2 separate regions of the Rattus norvegicus genome follow, and region 1 is linked to region 2. Evidence: chromatin contacts called from public Hi-C data. All regions are on one chromosome and are shown on one strand. Each heading gives the region's core, a stretch centred on a gene start, on an enhancer-like site or on the middle of the called end of the contact. The rest is flanking DNA. Distances are from core to core; before and after follow the strand shown. Region 1 has its middle 31 kb from the start of Adgrd1. Region 2 overlaps Adgrd1 (adhesion G protein-coupled receptor D1).

Region 1 (4,615 bases), core at 2,023-4,522, 120 kb after region 2:
CCACTGAGCCATCTCTCCAGCCCCTTAATTTGGTTTTCCAACCTAGTACTTCAGAATCTGAGCCACAGCTCTGTGTGTGTTGGGGGCAGGGAGTGTCTACCCATTCTGCGTCTCCACAAGAGCCCACATCTCCTCACTGCTGGCAAAAGAGAATATGGGTTCTTCCTGATCAGTTTAAAGATGGGAAGACAGCAGCAGCTAATGAGCCCCAAGCTTACCCTGATTGAGCTCCACTCTCTTGTGTTTGGTTTGAGGTCTCTGGTTCCTCTGGCTCCCGTCCAGGAGGAAGGCTGCCTGCCCTCCAGAAGTATCAATCACCCCCACTGAGGAAGAAATCAGTGAGGCTAGAGAGATGGCTCAGTGGTTAGGAATGCAGACCTGGGTTTGAATCCCAGTACCCACGTGGTAATTCACAAGCGTCTGTAATTCCAGTTCCAGAGGGGCGAGTGTCTTATCTGGCTTCCAATGGTACTGCATGCATGTACAGACAGACAGATCTGCAGTCAAAGTAATTATGCACCTAAAAGTAAATAGATCACTTTATTTTTTAAAGACATGAGCCCAGTAGCCATGCATTTTGTACGGCACAGCTGTCCCCTAGTTAGAATCAGCCATTAGTCACCACAGAGCATCAGGAGATGGAGGTTCGGGGAGACGGCACAAGGGACATGGAAAAGAATGATGGTGGTCTTATGCCCAGAGACTTCACAGCCTTTCGAGAGATGTGGAATGATGGACGGAGCAGAGGAAATGACAGAAGTGTGTGAGTCACAGCCTAGGACCCCAGAAGGGACCTGTGCTCAGCCCAGCTCTGTAAGTCAGTCAACTGTGAGAGGGAGAACTAAGCAATGGCAGAAGGGACTCTGGGCCATTCTGTGGGGACACTAGGCATCCCTATGGGGACTCCACGAGTGTACTCCTTTTCCTCTCTCTCCTCCCCTCCTTCCACACCTCTCTCCTCTTCCCTTTCACCTCTCCCTCTCCCTCTCCTTGACTCTCTGACTCTCTGTCTCTCTCCTTGACTCCCTGTCTCTGTTTCTCTCTGTCTCTGTCTCTGTCTCTCTCTCTGTCTCTCTCTCCTGTCTCTCTGTCTCTCTCTCCTGTCTCTCTGTCTCTCTCTGTCACTCTCTCTCTGTGTGTCTCTGTCTCTGTCTCTCTGTCTCTGTCTCTGTCTCTGTCTCTGTCTCTGTCTCTGTCTCTCTCTCTCTCTCTCTCTCTCTGACTCTCTTTGACTTTGCCTTTCTCCTTCCCTCCCTTCCTTTCTGTCTTCCGGTCTCTCTCCTTCAGCCTTCTGCCCAGGAGAAAGCAAGGACTCCAGTTCCACAAGATTTCTGAGTTTTGAGGGGAGGCTAAGAGATTCTAATCTTGCTGTGTGAAAACCTGTTTTTACCACACTGCAAATTCAGATGTTCAGAAAATGTGTAAGCAGGGGTTGGGGGTGGGGGGGAGAAGGCCCCAGAGTCCAGTGTTTAAGTCCTATACATATGCTGGTATCAGGAGGGTTACAAAGAGGGTTTAGAAACACAATAGCAAATGGGGTTTGGTTTAAAATTTCCTCAGTCCATGGGATGGGATCTCAAAACATCAGGGACTGGCTGGCTTTTGAACTATGAAGAGTCACAGTTCACAGTCCTGGGGCTGGAAGAACAAGAGGAAGGAGAGTTATCTCTCCCGGGCTCATGCTTCTCTATTGAAGGGATAGCATTGGAAGGCTGGGGAAACTTTGGGACTCCAGGTCTAGCTGGCAGATATGGAGTACTGGGTCCCCTGGAGGGTTAGAACTCAGCCGTGCTTCCCGATCCAGCAAGATCTGAGCAAGCTTGGTCACAAGGTCCAGCTGCTGTCCACCATGCTTTCTCCACCGGAACAGACTGAACCCAGAAAACCGTGAGCCAACCTCCCTCGAGTTGTTTCTGTCAGGTCTTTGGCCATGGCATCGAGGAAAGTCACTAACACAGTAGTTCATGGATGGTGAGCTCTCCATGGGTCCTCCTGTGGGGGTGGGAAGTGGAGGGGACAGGCAGCTCCTTTTAAACCCTCAGTAATCCCAATCACGAAGGCTCTACCCGCATGACCTTCTCACCTTCTAATATCATTGTATAAATTAAGGGGTAGGACATTCAGACCCCAGCAAAGATCCCCACGAATGCTGATTCACACAGCAAACAGCAGGGCAGTCCCACTCCTTCCTCTCCTTGGTAGGTCATTCTTGCCTATGGTGAGTGCCGCCGGGCATCCCTGCGACCAAACACCCTGCAGGAATCTGGGGAGGACGGTGTCACCTGCATCCCACAGCCTTGCTAAGAGACACAAAATGGTGTTCTGTAACACACACACCCCTCCAAAGCACTTGTTTTCAACAAGAAAAACAAAAGTTAGTCAAAGAGACTTGCTCCGTTTAGCATTCGTGATAATTCTGCATTCCTGGGTGGTGTTAAATGTTGCTTAGATTTATAATAGGAAGCAATTACCAGACAAATTCACCATCTTCTGCTAATACAACTCCCTTCAAAATGTGATGTTTCTGAAGAAACAGATAAAAGCCAGGCTGAAGCGATCACATTGGGGAGAGGCAATTCCTTTTATATCTCTGTAAAAGTGATTACAGACAAATTTCTTTTGCCAAAAAAAAGCCAACGCCTAGTGCATATGTACTTCATTTTCTTGGCACCCCTCAGCCCCTTAATTTTTTCACAATTAGGGAAAATATTTGATGATAATAACATCTCTCACTTGAGTCAGATAAATTCTCTTCCGTCCATCCTCCCTCCGGTTCCTCCCACCCATCCGACTTCCCACCAACAACACCCCCCCCCCCGCCCAACCCATCGCATTCTGCACAGCAGAAATGTAGCTCGCTTCTCCTGCTCCTGGGTCACCTCCACCAAATGGCATCATTTCCCTCCGCCCACCCCTTGCCCACCCACAGCAGTGCGTTTCCATTCCAGGCCAGAACCCATCGGTCCCTATCCTGGGCGGTAAACGGAATGTGGAATGTGCATGAGTGCTTTGGAACAGACAAGATTGATGGGCTGGGCTGTGGCTCCGGAGTAAAGCTTTGCTAGGGTGTGTGAGGAGGACCTGCTTTCCAACCTGGCCCTGCAAGGAAAGGAAGGGGAGAGAGGAGGAGGGAGGGCCGAACAGCTTTCTGAAGTCTATCGACAGAGCTTGGTCACTGGAGAAGTGGAAAGAGCCGAACTTACTAATCAGGGCGTTGTTGCAATTCTGTGAGATGCTTTTTTTTAAAGGGTTTGACACGGGACAGCTGCTCATCCTCCTTCCCTCCACACTTCCAAGTCCCACCCATCTGCGTCAGCCCTCAGAGCAGATACTGAAGCCTTTTTACTCACAACAGGCCACTATCATCACCATCACCATCATCACCACCACCACCACCATCATCGTCATCATCATCATCATACCGCCCTCCCCCCCCCCATAAGTCTCTATTCACCAGTTTCTCCCACTTCTCACTCCTCCCAGCACCCCTCACGCTAACACAGTGTTTCTGGGAATTCGAGTAAACGTGATGTGGTTCATCCACCCCACCCGATGCCATGGGAGCCAGGGATTTTACAGCCCCTGTGGCCATTTTGTCCCTTTCCCCTGTGCCTGAAGGCAGAGGGCTCGGGTTTAGTGAGGAAGTGGTTCTGAGTCCCAAAATAACCACATATAGAAGACAGTCCCCTCTCTGGGAACACCTGGCCCTTAGTTGGAAAGGACATAAAGTTGTACATGGCTCCCCTCACCCTTGGCTTCTTGAGGCTTTGTCACTATGTTAGCCCCCGCGGAGAGACAATAGATCATTCTGAGCCAAATGGAGCAGAGCTTCACTTTCTCACCCTGAGTGTCAAGCATGACCCCTTGACATGGCCTCTTTAGCAGCCGCAGACAGTCCGTCTTCACACAGAGCAGGATCTCCGTGATCTAGCCTATCCCTGCTCCTCGGTTGGCTCCGGTGCCCAAGCCCGACCCTCCAGCCTTCACGATTCTGCAGACCCCAACCTCCTTTTGGATACTCCCCTGTGGCCTGAGCGAGGCAGGCTCCCTCTTACACTCGCAGTCTAGAACCCTGAGTAATACAGCTGATATCAGGGCAAAAAAATGTTTCCACATGCTTGGGTGTTCTCAGCCAAGACGGCCACCCCCACCTCCCCAGCTAGATCCGAGGCAATAGCCAGGCAGCCACACCCTTGGCCTCAGCTCCGCGGACACGTCTCATGAACTTACAATGCTCAAACCATCGGTCCCGGTCATCGTCTGGATCCTGAGAGCTGAGGGCAAACTCCGGGACAGCCCCGGGTCCGCAAGCTATGTGATAAAATGTGACTCTTCCCAGAATCTGGGTGGGTGACTTTCAGCAAAGACTAAAGGGGTGTGGCTTTGCTACCCCTCCTCAGCCCTGCTGTGATGCTATTCAGTGTTTGGGATACATTCGCCTCCTGAGGCTGTTATATGTCTGTGGATCCCAAGGACTCTAGCTGTGCATAGTACAGGGACACACGGACACACACACACACACACACACACACACACACACACACGGGGGGGGGGGAGAGAGAGAGAGAGAGAGAGAGAGAGAGAGAGAGAGAGAGAGAGAGAGAGAGAGAGATCT
Region 2 (4,612 bases), core at 1,092-3,591:
AGATGGCTAACAGAAAGCAACCAATGGGGAGGCTATCACAGGGAGAGAATGAGACAGTGGGAGATAGGTAGGAACTTGAAATGGGAGGCAACAGGGCGGAGAACAGGACAGGGAGGAGGATTAGGGAAGGTGATGAGGAAGAGATTCTACCCTTAGGCCTCTAGCAATGGCATCTGGGATCTTCCTCAGCCAGCCTACCTCCCATCCCCCTTTATTACTAAGGTAAGGGCTCTTGCTGAAACCAGAGCCAATTGGGTTAGCCTAGCTAGCCAGTTTGAACCAGGAATCCCCGAAGCCCATTCAGTTTTTCTAGGGGTTCTTAGGGACCCAAACTCCAGCCCCCACTTGCATGGTAAATGCTTTATTAGCTGAGCTACCTTGGACACTGATGATTTAATGTAAGAGGTCCATACTCCCAGAGGGCATGGCTAGGCCTGCCCCTCATCCTCCTCTCTCCATCCCAGTCTGCCATGAGCCCTCACAACAGGGACTCCCCTAAGGTCCTCATGCTCAAAGGCCATTCTGTTCCAGGCCTGGAGTTCAGGGGTTGAGGGTTAGGGGATAAAGGAGGGTTCGGAAGTAGAACCCTCAACTGAGTGCTTGGGGTTAGGGCCTCAAGGTAGGGTGCTGAGGCTGGGTTCTCAGACTGAATGGTACTCACTCGGTCTCCTTCTGGTATCTGCCATGGCCTTCGGGAGCTAGCAGCCTCACAGCACACAGCAGGGAGGAACCCTGAGTGTCCCAACAGCTGACACAGTTGGGTGGAAGGAGTGAGTACTATAGACCCACAGCCCAGGACAGGGATACAAGTATCTCCTGGAGGTTGCCTGACCTGCACAGGCTGAATGTCCTGTAGAAGGCGCTTACCAGTGCCCGGTCCTCACATACTCCCCCAACCCTAGGAAAAACCCATGTGGTCCTGGCTATGATGCACAAAAACAGCTCACACATTGGTCCCACCAGCCTTGCCACCCCTTGCTCTCATGCCTACATGCAGGCCCCCTTCAGGGCCACATCCCATTGCCACTAGCTTAGATCCAGACTAGAGATAGGTATAATGACCCTGAATGCCAAGGGGGTTCCATGACAGAACCCCACGCTCGCACCCCAACACCAGCTTCAGGACGGTAGGGTGTACCCAGGCTGTGCTACGCCCATTCTTTCCCATCATGGCCAGATTTAGAAATGCCAAAATACAAAAAAACGAACCAAAACAAAACAAAACAAAAAACAAAAAAAACAAAAAAACAAAAAAACAAAAAAAACCTGGCGTTGGCTTCAGGACTGGATCCCTCTGAGTCAGTGACCACAAACTCAATGCCCTTGAAGTGCCTGGAAAGACTGCAGGCGGCCAGCCGGGGTTCCCATTCTGAGGAGCATGTGGGACCACTCTAGCCAAAGACCACTTATTCCTCCTTCACCTGAGCCCCTTGGCACAGTCGGGCCATCCTTCTCCCACAGACAAGAATGAGAAGCACGAACTGAAGGTGACTGTCTACCGAGCTTGGTTCAGGGAAGATGGTGGAGACAGGAATGAGCTGAGCCCATGACCCCTCTTCCTGCGAGGGCTGCGTCACCTCCATCCCCTCCGATATTGTTCCCGGTCAAATTCAGCTTAGTGTGGCTGGGTCCTCTGCTTTTTAATTACATGTAATTAATTTGTGCACGGGTGTATGCACAGGCACGCTGCGTGCGTGTCTTTGCACGTGTGTGTGCAGATGCGTGTGGAGGCATGAGAATGATGTCAGAAATCTCCCTCCATCCCGCTCTACCTTATTCATTGAGGCAGGGCCTGTCATTCAAACCCAGAGCTCTCCCATCTGGCTTGTCTAGCTAGCCAGCTTGCTCTGGGGATTTCCATCTCCACCTTCCAAGGTTGGAGCTGCAGGTGGGCTGCCGGCCGCACCCACGCAACATTTATGTGTGTCTCTGGGAACCAAACTCCAGCCCTCAAGCATGCAAGGCAAGTGCTTTAATCACTGAGCCGTATCCCTAGCCCTGTTTGACTTTTTTTTTTTTTAAATCAAATCCAGAAATTGAGACTTTCAGATAAGGTATCTGAGCATGAAATTCTGATTAGATCACCAAGTTTGCACATTTAAAATTCATGGATTTGAATGGGACCTGCTGAGTAGGCAAGGCCAACCTCAGACCACATTCCTAGGGTTTCCTGGGACATCATCCTGGGGTCTCCTAGAGCATCATCCTCACATCTCCTTGGACATCATCCTGGAGTCCTTTGGAGCATCATCCTGGGGTCTCCTGGGGGCATCATCCTAGAGCATTCCTCTTAGCATCCTGGGGTTCCCTGGGACATCATCCTAGGGTTCCCTGGGACATCATCCTAGAGCACCCCTCCTAGTATTGGTCTAGTAATCTAAGTCAGGTGTGCCTCACTGTCTGTTGAGATTGCCCAGAAAGACCCCACTCACTCAACCAGGAAGACAGAAGCTTCTAGCTATGAGGCCCAAGGAAGAAATCAGGAGTGGAGGAGGCCAGGAGAGTTCTCAGAGAGTAAAAGAGATGGGAACACGATGGGGTAAGACTTGAACCACAAACTCAAAGACCACAAGAGAGGACTCAGAACCCAGGAAGAAGCTGGCTTGGTGTCCAGGAGATGTGGTCATTTGTAACTCCTTATGAATTCTGTAAGTGTGCCCCAGGCTTGGTCTCACTTGTGAGAGCTGCCTTAATTCTGTTAATGTTCATGAGTCTGTTCCTTTTAAACGGGGATAATTTTAAACCATTTTCAAATCAACCTTTCCTAGCAATGAATAGATGTGATTTTTCTCCCACGAAGACACCCACAGACTGTCTAAATTTGGTGTCACCAATACTCACTGGTGACAGATTTATGATATAAATGAGTCTGGATTTCCTTCTTCTTCTGATTTTTTTTCCCCTTTTTGACTGTGTAGATTGGACCTCTCGAGACGAATGCCAGGCCTGAGCAGCTGCTCTCTGGAGAGCACGCACCCCTTTGTAGTGCTCAACAGACCCTCCCAGGTAGACCAAAGAAAATTCGAAAATCTCTCAGTCCAGGGGTCCAGCATATAGAGGATCCAGAGGTAGACGCTCTACTCTGGAGTCATTCGAAATGTCACCAATGGCGTGAGCACTCTTGTCTCCCACAGTGAGACTGGGGATGCACCTGTGCCTTCCCTCTGGGTGGTCTTTGTGACACTGGGGTTCCCAGCCAGTACGGATGCTCACCTGCTCAATCCCCCCACCCTCCGACTCCCCAACCCCCCCCAAACTCCAACCCTCCCACCCCTCGACTAAGAAGTTACCTCCAAAGACAACTCACTAGCCAAGTTACTTTCTCGGCTGGCTCTTGGTGTGCTTGTCAAAAGCCACTGGTTCATTTCCTACAACCCCAGAGCATCTTCCTAGGACAGCTCACAGCTTCTAGGCTTCTGGTCTGGGTCCCATGACCCTGTATGCTCCCTTAATCAAAGTAGGTTTCTATGTGAGCCAACTCATGTCAGACTCCCGCCATCATGCCCTTCAAAGATGTTAACAATGTGTCCAGCCATCTCCCAGATCTGGGAGAACAATGTGTCCAGCCCTCTTCCAGATATAAGATAACTTTGTAGCTAGTCTAGATCTGTGCCCAGGGTGGTGACGGCTGCTGTGATCTGAGGACCTCGTGGGGTCTATGTGGCACTCACCTTCAGTGGGACCACTTGCATGAGGATGGCGAAGTTGGTGAGGTGTGTGCAGTGGCACACTGAGTAGGTGAGGTTTCCTTCCGTGAGTGCACAGCCCTGGCTGGACCAGACGCCTTCTCCGGAGCTGAGGGTACAATGGACAGGTATGTTCAGTGGGAGCAATGACATCCCTCAGTCCCGTAAACGCAACAACTCACTGGCTAACTCTGACAGGAGGGTGCAAATCATCCTAGTAGTAAAACTAGACAGTGGATGGTGTGCTGCTGAGGCCACGGAAAGCTCCCTGGGACAGAGAGAGGCAGGGTCACTGCCTTAGCTTGGTCCCCTTGGGAAAGCTCCTGGACCCCTCCCAGTCTGGGAAGGGTCCAGTTTGTGGCCCAGCATCCAGCTTAGGAGTCCAGATACTCAGAGAATCCAGAGTATCCCGAGAAAATACATTATAGCTCTTCAGTGCACATCTGGGGGACAGATATGTAAAATATAAGGTGTATAAATAAGTAAGATAAACAGAACTAAAAGGCAGTGTGTATGAATATGATAGAATGTGGTACCTATAAATATAAAACTCCCGCATAGTACTTTAAAAACCTTTGGGGGCTGGAAAGGTGGCTCGGTGGTTAACGTTGTTTGCTGTACACCTACGAGGCTCTGCATTAGATTCCCAGAACCCATGTAGGAAGCTGGGTGTGGTCCTATGTGATCCTGCAACCCCAGTGCTGTGGGCAAGTAGAGGCAAGGGGATTGCTGGGAATGCTAGGAATTACTGGGGATTGCTGGGAAATGCTGGGGTTTGCTGGGGGTTGCTGGGGGGTGCTGGGGGTTCCTGGAGATTGCTGGTTGTCAGTCCAGTCAAAAAGAATGCGCGTGCACACACACACACACACACACACACACACACACGCACACACACGTGCACATGTTAATGTTGCTTAAATTTTTAT

What was found. A called contact is a pair of places that touch in the nucleus more often than the background predicts.
Region 1: a contact with region 2 is called in a Hi-C map of kidney, with 4 times the contacts expected there. The contact joins two enhancer-like sites. A contact is called at or near these places in 6 of 12 Hi-C or Micro-C datasets (Schwann cells, frontal cortex, kidney and 3 more).

What each region holds. Positions count from the first base shown.
Region 1 is chr12:33,268,054-33,272,668 of GRCr8, forward strand. No RefSeq gene overlaps it. Among named protein-coding and RNA genes, the nearest start is that of Adgrd1, 31 kb to the left of the region's middle. Within about 2 kb of position 3,273, at least 18 of the 93 cell types and tissues checked have an H3K27ac peak or open chromatin away from gene starts, as enhancers often do.
Region 2 is chr12:33,152,965-33,157,576 of GRCr8, forward strand. Adgrd1 (adhesion G protein-coupled receptor D1) reads right to left here. Exons shown (of 25, transcript XM_017598511.3): 15 at 3,672-3,795. Among named protein-coding and RNA genes, the nearest start is that of Adgrd1, 85 kb to the right of the region's middle. Within about 2 kb of position 2,342, at least 8 of the 93 cell types and tissues checked have an H3K27ac peak or open chromatin away from gene starts, as enhancers often do.